Regions from separate parts of the Mus musculus genome. Here all the other regions are linked to region 1. Evidence: chromatin contacts called from public Micro-C and promoter capture Hi-C data. All regions are on one chromosome and are shown on one strand. The core of a region is the stretch at or near the end of the contact, and the rest is flanking DNA. Distances in the headings are between cores, read along the strand shown. Region 1 holds the start of Fbxl20 (F-box and leucine-rich repeat protein 20). Region 2 holds the start of Gjd3 (gap junction protein, delta 3). Region 3 holds the start of Npepps (aminopeptidase puromycin sensitive).

The links. Promoter capture Hi-C pulls out the DNA fragments that hold promoters and counts their contacts. A called contact is a pair of places that touch in the nucleus more often than the background predicts.
Region 2: a promoter capture Hi-C map of embryonic stem cells shows a contact between it and region 1, with 4 times the contacts expected there. The contact joins the promoter of Gjd3 here to the promoter of Fbxl20 in region 1. A contact is called at or near these places in 3 of 39 promoter capture datasets (the C10 cell line, embryonic stem cells and pre-B cells) and 1 of 9 other capture datasets (embryonic stem cells).
Region 3: a contact with region 1 is called in a Micro-C map of embryonic stem cells, with 5 times the contacts expected there. The contact joins the promoter of Npepps here to the promoter of Fbxl20 in region 1. A contact is called at or near these places in 2 of 39 promoter capture datasets (liver and pre-B cells) and 1 of 484 Hi-C or Micro-C datasets (embryonic stem cells).

Annotation. Positions count from the first base shown.
Region 1 is chr11:98,147,711-98,151,606 of GRCm38.p6, reverse strand. It overlaps Fbxl20 (F-box and leucine-rich repeat protein 20), which reads left to right and starts at 1,991. Exons shown (of 15, transcript NM_028149.1): 1 at 1,991-2,291. The coding sequence starts at 2,250.
Region 2 is chr11:98,980,269-98,984,688 of GRCm38.p6, reverse strand. Gjd3 (gap junction protein, delta 3) reads left to right here and starts at 1,669. Exons shown (of 1, transcript NM_178596.3): 1 at 1,669-4,420. The coding sequence starts at 1,673. The coding sequence ends at 2,509.
Region 3 is chr11:97,278,920-97,283,073 of GRCm38.p6, reverse strand. Npepps (aminopeptidase puromycin sensitive) reads left to right here and starts at 2,498. Exons shown (of 23, transcript NM_008942.3): 1 at 2,498-2,873. The coding sequence starts at 2,616. It overlaps Gm11592 (a long non-coding RNA gene), which reads right to left and starts at 2,380. Exons shown (of 3, transcript XR_001780313.2): 1 at 1,933-2,380; 2 at 370-491.

The sequences.
Region 1 (3,896 bases), core at 742-3,241:
TTTGGATGCCACTAAACTTTGTTTTTTGTTTTTCCCCACTGCCTGAAGTAAATACTTTTAAAAGCATGGGGGGGAGGAAGAGCTGGAGAGATGGCTCAGAGGTTTAGCGCACTGACTGCTCTTCCAGAGGTCTTGAGTTCAATTCCCAGCAATCACATGGTGGCTCCCAACCATCTGTAATGGGATCAGATGTCCTCTTCTGCTGTGTACTCAATTGTGTACTCATATGCATAAAGTAAGTATTTAAAAAAAAAACATGTGGGACTCAGAATGTCTCATGTGAACTAGGTTTTTGTGGGCCAAAGAACTAAGTTTTTTAAAGGTAGTTTGCTTAGGAATGCCTCTTCAGGGAAAAAAAAAAGTTCTGTCAGGCGTGACAAATGCCTTTAATGCCAGAACTGGAGGCAGAGACAGGTGGATCTCTGACTTCCAGACGACCAGAACAGGCTTCATAAACAATCTCAAAAAAAAAAAAAAAAAAAAAAGGAACATTTTATTTTAGGGACTATAAATCATAAGTTTTTTTTAAAAAAGGTTCACAACATTTTGCTCTTTTAGTTTTTAAAGAGGACCAGCCTTTCTCTCTTTTTGTACACATTTGCTTATTTCATGTATGTGGGTATACTGTAACACTTTTGCTCTTAAAAGTTCATCTTTTTCAAGTTCTAAAACTAAGTAGAAAAGGTCTGACGACAAACTCGTAATTGCTTTGAGCATAAAATTGGAAGCAGTATTAAGGTCTAATTAGGACGGCTGGGATTTATGGTAGTTTTTAATATTTCAGGTTTGGTACATTTTGTAATGTCTCTGACGGAGCAATTTCACTCTCGGTTGTTTCATAATTCGTGGAAAATAGGTCATAGATTTTGGAAGTCTTGAAGGCTGGAGTTAACAAAAAGATGACAGACTACCTTTTATACTAGGAGCGAAATCCAATGGAAGAGTTTCCTATGGGCAACCGCCCCCGCCTACTCGCTCCTACATGCTTGTTTCTCCCGCCGAAATGGCGTCACGCCGTGGCTCTCACGAACCAGCTCTCCGATTGGAGGGTGAGCAGCCGCTGCAGCCCATTGGGCGCCAGCGGCCGGAGGGGCGGGGACGCCAATGGCCCTTGTGCCTTGCCCGCCCCCACCCGATTGACGCCAGCCCCTCCCCCGGCCCAAGGAATGGGTACTGGGCTGGGGCATTGCACCCCCTGATCCCGAGGTGTAGCCTCGCTGCCAGCTCCTGTGCAGAGCTGGCGCTACGTCCTCCTCTTAGCGCAACCAGCTCCTGCCTTCTGGAGCCTGGCACTGAGAGCCATCCGCCCCGCAGGGGCCCCCCAGGCCTCCCTGCAGCACCCCGTAATGCAATTCACCGGGGTGGGGGAGGCGGCGGCAGCACCTACGGCGGCAGCGGCGGCGGCACTGCCCCAACCTAGAGACGTCTAGAAAGAGGAGGAAAATGGCTCCGAGCAGGGACCGCCTGCTGCACTTTGGGTTCAAGGCGACAGTGAGTGATAGAGGACGGGAGCTGGGTGGTCAGAAAGACGTGGGTGCCAGCTCAGGCCGCCGGGGAAGTGATCAGATCAGAGCTGGGGACCCTAGGCTGAAAGCTCAGGTTCCGCGTGGGTCGCTACGTGCCAGTGAGCCCTCGCAGTGCTGGAGGGGATCCGGTGATGTTCCTGTCCCTGTTCTGCTCTTCTCGCCGGTCCGCGGGCACGCGCGCACTCGCACCCGCCCCACAGCACACACACCGTGCCCCCCCCCCCCACGCCCGCGCGCGCACCGAAGCAGGCGCGCACTTGGGCACTTCCCTGCTTCTCCTTGTCCTGGTGGGCTGGCGCCCGGTCACCCCACGTTCCAGGCGCTCGCGGGCTCACCGTCCGGGGCTGCGCCGGGTGGGGGAGGGGTGGGCTCGCGCCGCCGCCGCCGAGCGCTCCTCCCCTCCCCCGACGTTCCGAGGCCCGGGCGGCTCTGCCCAATGAGGAGCGGCGTTGCTGGCAGGTGGGGAGTGTTTTTGTTTTGGGTTGAAGTTGAGGCTTTGGAGAGGACCGAGCTAGCGACTGGCAGTCGTCGCGGCCGCGGACGCCGCGGGCGGTGGTGGAGGCCCCCGCGGGACTCGAGCGGTCGCTCCTCCGCGTCGGCCGGGCGAGCCTCGCCTTGCTGCCGCCGCCGCCTCCCGCTCCCGGAACTCCGGGGCCTGCCCTGGCCCCTATCTTTGCACTCCGCACGCCGCAGCGCCCTGCCCGGGCCGCACCCGCCGGCCCCATGAGGAGGGACGTGAACGGAGTGACCAAGAGCAGGTTTGAGGTGTGAGCTCGGAGGGGTCTCGGGCGGCGGCGAAGGCCAGCTCTCGCACCCCAAACAGTAGCTCGACCGGAGCCTCCTCCCTTGTGCGGCCCGCCACCCGCCCCCGATGCGGCCGCCGGCGTCCTCCCCTGCTTGCGACCCGCAAGCCCCGCGCACCGGCTTGCCTCGCCTTCCGGGAGGTTCGCCTGCTGCCCCTTCCACCCGCGGGCCCTGGCCGGGATTAGCCCTGGCGCCCTAAATCCCCCCTCCCCCATAACACCCAGCTTCCCATTCTCTGCCCAGCCCTTGGCTAGCCTCCTTCCACCACGCAGTGAAAGCACTCAGTCCCCGACTGGCCAGCGCCTGCTGCCTTCGTGAATCTCCACCCGAGCGGGAATCGATTAGTCCTCGGTGGAAGTAGGAAGTTGGGGGTGGTAGTAAACTGGGACGATAGAGGCGACTGTGGGGTTTTCGTGCTGTTTGGATATTCTAATACTTCCTCTTCCCCGTGTAGTCTAATACTTTTGTGGTTCATTGTTTATTGGGAACTTAGATATCTGTTCCGAGAATGCGAGGAAGGTCTGAGAGCCTTCGGAGAACCCATTCCTGGTTTGTTTTGTTTTGTTTTTTTGTTTTGTCTTAAGTTTGTCCTCTGAAAAGGAGGTTTGTAGTCTTGGAATGGAACCGTACATAGTCAGAAAGATCTTTAAAAGCGAGTTCACGACTGAGAAAGGGATTCCTTTGGGAAGTATCCTAAGTACTGGTGAAATGAAATACAGTAGTTTGGAGATGTGCTGGAGGTTTCATTGGTAGGCCGAGAGACAAAGAAACTTACACAAGAGAAAATGTTACCTGGCCTTTTCTGGCAGAGGCTCAGGCTGACTGACCTGTGCTGGGCCCAGGCTCAGTGTTCATCTCACTTGCTGGCTTCCTGTCTCCTCTCTCTTGTTGTATTTTTAACACCCAGTGTTTCCCTTCAGCTCCCTTTAAAAGATAAATTTGAGACAAAAAGTTTGTGGGCTTCGGGTGAAAGTCTCACCTAGGGGCGAAACTTCTGTATAGTCTTAGTATTTCTTGAAAAAGTATTTATAGTTATAAAGTTAAGGTAGGAGGGAGAGCTGTGGAGAGACTGTAAATTCAGACTTAGTATGCCAAGTCGCAGTGAGGAGTGGAGAACTTCATTGGTTACATTAGAGTTTTCATTTGTAACTTAATGGTGGGTTGGGGGAGAGGCATAATAATAAAAACTGCCTATGTAAAATGTTGTATTGCTCTAAAGTGGAGCCGCCAAAGAGAATAATTTATGGTGGTTTCAAGTTCAGTACTACTGTGAAAGTCTTTACCATTGAAATTACTACCTGGACACCTGACAGTTTAGGGTTACCCAAAAGAGTTCAAAAGGAAGAGTCCAAAACTTCGATAGTTCTTGACCGACTTGCTATTCCGAGTGGAGAATTTCCCATTTGGGGTGAGGACTGAGGAAAGCCTGACAGATCCTCATTTGTGCGTTAAAGCCATAGTGAGTTTGAGGTGGTTTCCTCCACCTCCCAGGTGCTAGTTAGCGTCCTAGATGTGAGCCGCTGTCCTCTGCTGCTTGGGTTTGTTTCAGCTTTTATTTTTAGTTTT
Region 2 (4,420 bases), core at 420-2,919, 830 kb before region 1:
AGAAAATCCTTGGCAGAAGCTTTTCTCACTGCTGTTGACCTTATGAGGTGCCACACACCTCACGGTAAACCTAGACATTGCTGAGTAGGAAAGACCAGAGCTTTGGCTTAACCACGGTAGCCAGCTATCTCCACATCTTCCTGATGCCCTCACGGAGTATTTCCAAGCACTGGGTTTGGGGTTTCTGTAACACAGCTGAGACCTGGTCATTAAGATGGGCGACTATGACGGGTGTGGTGATGCATACTTAATGTCCTGCACTTGGGAGGCTGAGGCAGGAGGATCATTTACTTCAAGGGCAGCCTGGCCTATACGGTAAGGTCCTGGCCAGCTTGAACTACACAGCGAGACTCTGTCTCGGAACAAAGTAAGAATCTTAGAGTTTAGCTGGCTCAGGTGACAGACCAAGAGATCTTAGCCCAAGTGACCTACATGGCTCATCCAAGGTCCAATAGTGGCAGAACCAAAAGCCCCCCCCCCCCAAAGCCATATTTGTTGTCCCCTAAAAGCCGAAGTTATCTCCCTCTGGCCCACAAGACCCTTCAAAAATGGGGTCAGTTGGTTGTGGTGGACCTAGTCTTCAGTTTGAGGAGTCTGCCAGGAGATAGGGTTCCCATGATTGATCTCTCTGGCTCCCTCAATTAAAAAAAAAAATGTAGCTCTAGTTAGCCTCCGTCCATCGCCAGATGGAGACATGGCTATGGGATGGGCATGGGGGGTAAGGGATGGAAAGAGAAGGCAGGAAGGACCCAACAAGGGGTGTGGCCCTGGATCTATTTCCAGGGTGGAGCCGGACCACAGGTCACCCTGTCCCTTTAAGAGAAGGGGGAGAGCTAGCCCCTCTCAGCCATACTTGTCCTATCATCCATCCCGGCCAAAGCCAAAAAGGAAAATGAAAGAGGGACCCAGAGGGACAGGTCCCAGCTGTCTCTCAAGGTCCTCCGCTCAGCTCTAAGGCCCAGGTCCCGGGGTAAGTGGGGTTGGGGACATCTAGAGGCCACTAAGGGTCTACAGGGACGGGACGTGGTGTATTCTGTGTGTCTGGGGAGGCTTACAAGAGATGCTTGATAATTGCTATCAGAGAGGAGTCGAGGGGGCTGTGCCCGGTCTCCTTGGCTGAGGTTGGTGAGGAAGGGAAGATTGAGGGCGGGCGAGAGATCCTAAGTTGGAAAAACAGGCTTCTGTGTCAGCTTCCAACCCCAAAAGGCGTTCCCTGCTGCGAGGTGAGAGAGAAAGGAGACAGTGGGGGCTCACCCGGCCTGGCCCTCCCCTTGCTCCCAGGGGTCTCAAACAGAAGGAACGTAGAATTCTAGACTCCAGTAGCCGCTCTTGCTCCTGGCACAAAAAGCCAGGCCAGCAAGGTTGGCCCTGAAGAAGAACCTAGAATCTGGGGAACCTTAGGGTCTCCCTAGCCAAGCAGGCCCAGGCCAGGTGTGCGGGGAAATCCCTCCTCAGCACCCCTCTATGCCCATATGAAGGAATCCCATAGCTGAGGATGGACTATCCTCACACTCTGACATTAACTCATTAAACCCCAGAAAATATTCTTTCCCTGGCGCCCTCCGAGATTGTTGAGGGACGGGGGTGGGGGTGGGGGTGGGGGGTGGCGGGGGACAGGGGGTATTCAGCCCGCCCCAGCCTGTGACTACCCCCTTTCCTCGTCCCCAGCGTCATGGGGGAGTGGGCGTTCCTAGGCTCCCTGCTGGACGCGGTGCAGCTACAGTCGCCGCTCGTGGGTCGTCTCTGGCTGGTGATCATGCTGATCTTCCGCATCCTGGTGCTGGCCACGGTGGGAGGTGCGGTGTTCGAGGACGAGCAGGAGGAGTTCGTGTGTAACACGTTGCAGCCCGGCTGTCGCCAGACCTGCTACGATCGCGCCTTCCCGGTGTCCCACTACCGCTTCTGGCTCTTCCACATCCTGCTGCTGTCGGCGCCGCCGGTGCTGTTCGTCATCTACTCCATGCACCAGGCCAGCAAGGAGGCGGGTGGTGCGCAGCTGGCCCCGCCGTGCGCGCGCGGGCGTGCCGAGGCGCCGTGCTCCCCGTGCGCCCTGCGCGCTCGCCGCGCGCGCCGCTGCTACCTGCTGAGCGTGGCTCTGCGCCTGCTCGCCGAGCTGGCTTTCCTGGGCGGCCAGGCGCTGCTCTACGGCTTCCGCGTGGACCCGCACTACGCGTGCGCCGGGCCACCTTGTCCGCACACGGTCGACTGTTTCGTGAGCCGGCCCACCGAGAAGACCGTCTTCGTGGTCTTCTACTTCGCCGTCGGGCTGCTGTCGGCGCTGCTCAGCGTGGCGGAGCTGGGTCACCTGCTCTGGAAGGGTCGCCAGCGCGCCAAGCTGCTCCCGCCGCCGCCGCCGTCGCCCTCTTTGCCATCGCAGCGCGGGGACCCCGACCCTTTCGGCCCGCCAGCCTACGCGCACCGCTCACCGGCAGGCGACAGCGAGGGCGAAGGCGGCAGCGGCCACAGCAAAGCGTCGCTGGCTACCGTGCGCCAGGACCTGGCCATCTAGCGGCGAGATCGGAGGCTGGATATCAGCACCCGGGTCCTTGGAGGCAGAAGGCTTTGCTTCTGAAAGACTGCGTAGGACCCTGCCTGAGCAGAAGATGAGCAGAGGGGACCGCCAGGGTTCGGGTGGGGGAGGTGTCGCACTTCCTAGTGCTGGTTACGGCAGCCGTGTTAAATCAGGGAGGCTCCTCGGTGCTGTGATCCCTGCGGAAAGGGAGGACGCCAAGGGCTCCCCTGAGAGGCGGCAAACCGGCCGTGGGTGACCTGATTGTTGCACCGGGGACAAAAATCAACAGTGATGGCAACATTCCCAGGTTCCCTGCTAATTCAGAGAAGAGTGGTTTTCCGTGAGCGCTCTGCACACACTCTCTCTGGACACACTCAGATGGGTTGGCTGCTCAAGCATAGTAAACCTCTATGAGCTGTGTGTATTTGCATGTGTATGCTTGTGAGGGTCCGCACATGCGTGTGTCCACACGTATACATCTCCCAAGTGACAGGCGATAGAGACCTGGGTTCATGCCTGCGTGCACAGAAATGTACATGTATGTCCTTGAAGGCTCTGTGTGGATGCATGTACGCATGCGTCCTGTGTTAGCTCTGTATACACACCTATACACACGTACATTCTGTGTGTGCATCCGCCACCACTGTCAGTCACTAACCCAGCCACCTATGAGGCAACTCTGTCCCCAACAGGAACTGACAGCAAACAGTCCTGTTCAGTCAGATGTGTTCTGGGCCCAGTGGCCAGGCAGGGTAGCCCAGTGGCTAGGCAGGGTAGCTAAGCTCCACCTTGGAGGCTGACTGGGACTGGGGTGGGGCTCGACTTGAAACAGTGCTGTGCTTTCGGCTTACTTCATCTCTGGTCCCACCTGCCATTGTTCCCTGTAATCTATAAATGTGACTGACTCCTACCAATCGTCAAGGAAAGCTGCCCTTCAAAGAGAGGTGTTTCTGGGTCCCCATTCCCTTGCAACTAGCCTAGACTTTTTGTTTTTGTTTTTCGAGACAGGGTTTCTCTGTGTAGCCCTGGCTGTCCTGGAACTCACTTTGTAGACCAGGTTGGCCTCGAACTCAGAAATCCACCTGCCTCTGCCTCCCGAGTGCTGGGATCAAAGGTGTGCGCCACCGACTTTTTTTTTTTCCAAAGAGATGCCACATGGCTCTGTCACCCTTTTCGTTCTGTCCTCTCACCTGTGTTCCTCCTTTGTCACCTGTGTGGCCATCCTGAATACCCTCACTAGGACCAAGTGATTAAGCCCTGACAGAGCAGGCCTGGCTGCCTTCCCCTGCACCCCTGGCTCTGTCAGATCCACTGCCCAGGCCCTGCCGTTAGCCACCATACCCCAAACAGCTCGTTCTCCCCCACACCAGCCTTCCTCTGGCCTTTGTATGCCCTGGGAGCTTTCTACATAGCCTTATTGGCCATAGGGGAATTCCCTGTTCTTGGGGTACAACCAGCCTTTTCCCCAGGCTTGCTGCACACTAGGCTCCCCTTAGTTGGGCCTCCACCCCTACCTTGCCATCCGTCAAACCAGCCTGAAGTTTCTGTCCCCGGCAAGCATGCCCACTTGGTATGCCAGTTTTAGACATGCTGTTGGGTGCAGTCTTACTTTCTGAAGGCCTGCCCCCCCCCCATTGCCTGCCTTTGTCTTTTGGTCTCATTTGAAGAAAATGTGCCTCAAGGCATGGCTTTCTCTGCCCTGAGCTACAGTCAGGCACCCTGTGTTCCAGCCTCGTACCATCTGGGCATGACATATAGTGTTTTGGGCTCCATCACTCCATCACCATGCTGAAGCCCACGCCCGCACTCCCAGTGGACGAGTCTGGTTCTCGGATGTCGGGTCGAAAGCCTGGAACCCTCCACTCAAGCATACTCGTGGATGTCCAGCTGCCTTCCAAAGACAGTCAC
Region 3 (4,154 bases), core at 1,249-3,748, 870 kb after region 1:
CTCAGGGCCTAGTACTGAAAGCAATAAAAGAAGTAGAGAGTGAGCTCTTTGAAAAGTAAATGAATCAGAAGGAAAATGAAAAGACTGAGGAGTGGTGGCTCAAGTCTGCAATCCCGGCACCCCAAAGGCTGAGGCCTCAGTGTGAGAGCCTGCCTTAAAGAGAAGAAACAACAGGGCACGGTGGTTTAGGACTTTAATTCTAGCACTTGGGAAGCACAGATGGGCAGATCTTTGAGAGTTAAGTGCCAACCAGTTTTCATAGTTAATTTCATGCTAGCCAGGGCTATATAGTGAGACCCTGTTTTTGAAAAAGAAAGAAAGATAGAAAAGTAGAGGAGGAGAAATGGAAAATAAAATAGGGAAACAAACCAACTGGTGGTGGGGCTGCTGCTGCTGCCTGTAAGGCTGAGGCAGGAAAACTGCTGAAAGGCTCCGTGCCAGGCTGCTCTATATAGTGATTTTGAGGCCAGCATAGGCTATAGAGTGAAACCCTGTCCAAGAGGAAAAAAAAAAAAAAACATTAAAAACAAAATAAAAAAAAAAGCAAGCCAGCTCTTGCTAGCTCATCCTACAAAGATCTACAAACCTAATATTCAATTGCAAAACATAAGACCAAGTCCACATGAATCGGCAGAGTTCCGGAGCTAATCGGAAAGGGCTAGAGCAGGGTGGAGTTCTGCAATGGAACTCTTCCTGGCAAGGTGAGGGAAGGGAGGGGCGCACATTTCACAAAAACGGATGAGCAGGCCACTGAAACACTCATTCCTGAGCAAATTAGCAATCTGTGAGGGCTAGACAGTAATCGAGTTAGACTGTAGAATTGATGTTAAAGGGTAAACAGCTCATAGGCAGCCTTAGATGGTTATAAATCAATTTTGCTTTGACAGGAGGAAGCCTTTTGTTTTTTTTTTTTTTTTTAAATGCAAACATTTTGAGGAGATCATACACAGTTGGATTAGAATAAACCAAACTGGCAGAATTATGAAGGAAGCTGTTTATAATGTTCTCAAGGAGAAAACCAGAAACAACTGGGTCTCAATTCCAGCTCCACCAATTATTAGCTGTACACAGGTCTAGAGCAAGTCATGATCTTTCTATGTGCCTGTTTTTGCATATATAAAACAGGTTGGGGGTCCACCTCACAGAGCGTCTGAGAGATAAAATGAACGTGTAAAGTGTTAGCAAGTATTCCAGACATATTAAAGGCCCGTCTCTTTAAGAATTGCATCTGTGTTTCTAAAAAGCACGTAGGATTTTTGGAGGAAAGCAGGGCAGGTTGAGGATCCACAACTGTGCTGCCCAATACAGTAGGCATTAGCCATGTGTTGCCCTGGCTGTCCTAGAACTCACTCTGTAGTGAAGGCTGGCCTCAAACTCAGAGAGATCTGCCTGCCTCTGCCTCCAGAAGCCAGTACCACCACTGCCAGGCACCTCATTAGCATCTTTAAAATGCATTACATGATGAAATTATAATCTGAATATATTGGGCTAGGGAGATGAGGTGCAATAACTTCTGTTGTTTTAATTCTATCTAGTGGCTCACAGTGTCATGTCTGTAGGACAGTGCTTGTTTAGTTTTGACTCTACCTTACAAGTTTCTATAAAAGAAATACGCTTTTAGGAATATTTTTGCCTTGATTTAAACATAGGTCTTAGAGATAACTACAGAATGGAGGGAGCCACAGTTAGGATACTTTTACAGAAGTCACAACTGGTAAAGGGTCTTTTCAGTTAAAAAAGCAGAAACAAAAACAAGGGGCGTGGGGGTGTGGCTCAGTGGCATGGCGCTTGCCCAGCCTGTGTAGAGGCTTTGAGTTCAAAGCCTAGCACCACAGGAAGGGAAAAATCCGGAAACAGACAGTTGATCATTATTATCATCTGTGTTTTCTTAATCAAAATCTTACTGTGTGCCCAGACCATTCTGGAACTCACTCTGTAGTCCAGGCTGGCCCATGATGATCGTCCTGCCTCAGCCTCCGTGCCCAGCAATGAAGCATCTTGTTTTAAATATGAAATCGTGGGATCCTGTATTTCTAGTCTTTGAAACCACTCTCCTAAAAGGTCTAGATTTCACTGGTTGGAGCGACCTTGAATAACTAAGTGTTTCCTCGGAAAACTGTTTTCAGATCATCCCTTCAACTGGCTATTTCCTAGGGAAAAAAAAAAGCCTCAGGTCGGGCTCACACCGCTGAGGTGGAATGGCTCTTTCCACGCGTCCCCTACCCCCCCGCGCTGACTTGACCGCTGCGTAGGCTTCCATTTTCCACAGAGCTCCTCCATGCCCTTCGTGGCTCTTTCCTGCCACCGGCCGACGACAGGTGCAGCGCCAAGCGCCTCCTCTCGCCTTCCCCGTTCGCCGACCGCGGCCTCGCCGCCCCGCCCCGCCCTCGGCGCGCGCCCTCAGCGGGGTCGCGCCCGCCCCGCGGGGTCGCGCACGCAGCCGCCGCCGCCTCCCTCCCCGCCCTCCTCCCCTGCCCTCCCCTCCGCCCCCTTCCCCGTAGGCAGCCCGCCCGCACCGCCGCCCGCCCGCCCGCCCGGCCCAGGCACCCGCTGGGTCTGTCCCCCGCCCCAGCCTCCCCGGCGGCTCTCGGCAGGCGGTCGCCCGCGCCCGGTGAATGTGGCTGGCAGCCGCCGTCCCCTCCCTCGCTCGCCGCCTGCTCCTCCTCGGCCCTCCGCCTCCTCCCCTCCTTCTCCTCCTCAGCCGCTCCTCTCGCCGCCGCCGCCGCCTCCACAGCCTGGGCCTCGCCGCGATGCCGGAGAAGCGGCCCTTCGAGCGGCTGCCCGCCGAGGTGTCGCCCATCAACTACAGCCTCTGCCTCAAGCCCGATTTGCTGGACTTCACCTTCGAGGGCAAGCTGGAGGCCGCCGCCCAGGTACTGCGACCCTCGGGCGCCGGGGGGCGAGCAGCGGGCGGGCGGGCGAGCAGTTAGGCCGCGCCCGCGGGCTGGGTTGGAGGCCGGGGCGGGTTGGGCGCGTGGGCCGCGGGACCGAGCGGGAGGCGGGTGCGGCGCGCCCCTCGAGCCGGCCGGCCGGGCGGGGACCGCGCTGCGGGAGTCTGCGGGCGGTGCGCCCCTCGGGGGGCCAGCACACCTGTGTGCAGCGCCCCTGGTCCCCGCCTTCCGGGCCCCGAGCTCCGGGAGAGGCTGGGTGGGGGCTGGGGAACTAGAAGGGGCTAGGACTGCCTGCTCGGTGGCACCCCTGCGGACTGCGTTCTTTCCTGGTCGTCCCTTTACTCCGCCGGGGATAGGTTGGAAGGGGCGGTCATCAGGCACTTGAGAGCGAGGAGGGGCGAGTCTAGAAGGTTGGGGGCAGGGGGGAGTGGAGCGAGAATGTTAATCCCAGGCAGCCTCACCGAGTTCTCCCGGCCTGATCCTGCCCAGGGGCCGGGTTTCCAGGATGATCCGCCCCCTCCCCCTTCCCCTCAAATGACAGTGCAGCAGTGACTTTGTTCTCCCCTAACCTCCAGAGAAGCCGCGGAGGACCCTAGCTCCTCTTCTCCTATCCGCCTTGCTCTCGCAACCTGTGAAGCTGGTGGATTTATTGCTTCAGTGGCGGTTGCTTAGCAGTCCCCTCTTCTGAAAGAAAGCTCTCAGTCTTAGCCTGCCACTGGTGAAAATATTCCATTACTCTTCTTTGCAGTTTTTTTGGTGAATCATACGCTCCTCCCTCCTCCCCGAAGCATTATCTGGCAGTATTGTTTGATTTCGGAGACCATCCATATAGATGGCTCACAGAGGTCTCAAACGGTTACGATAAATAACCATGGGTATGATGTGTTACGTGAGATCGGAAATGAAAATTGGGAGCTGTTTGATAGCTATCTGTGACAGGAGTGGTGGAAATAGAATTGGTTCCGTTTCTTTTCCTACCCCAGCTAGGGGTTGGGGAACACGAGTGGTGGAGGAAGCCAGGCCAGTAGGCCTCAACCAAAAAGATGAGGGAGGGTGTGTGTTGCAATGAAATGAGAGAAACGTAGACTAGAATTTGAGTGATTTGAAAGCCGAGAAAGTATGATACTCGAGTTTGAAAATCTGTGTAAAAGTACAGAACTTAAAAGTATGCTTTTAGATTTGGAACATTGGCTTTGCCAGCCTTAGATGCTGGCAGCATCACTGTCCACAGCAGAGTGCCTTGTGACCTTTGGAGAAAGGGCC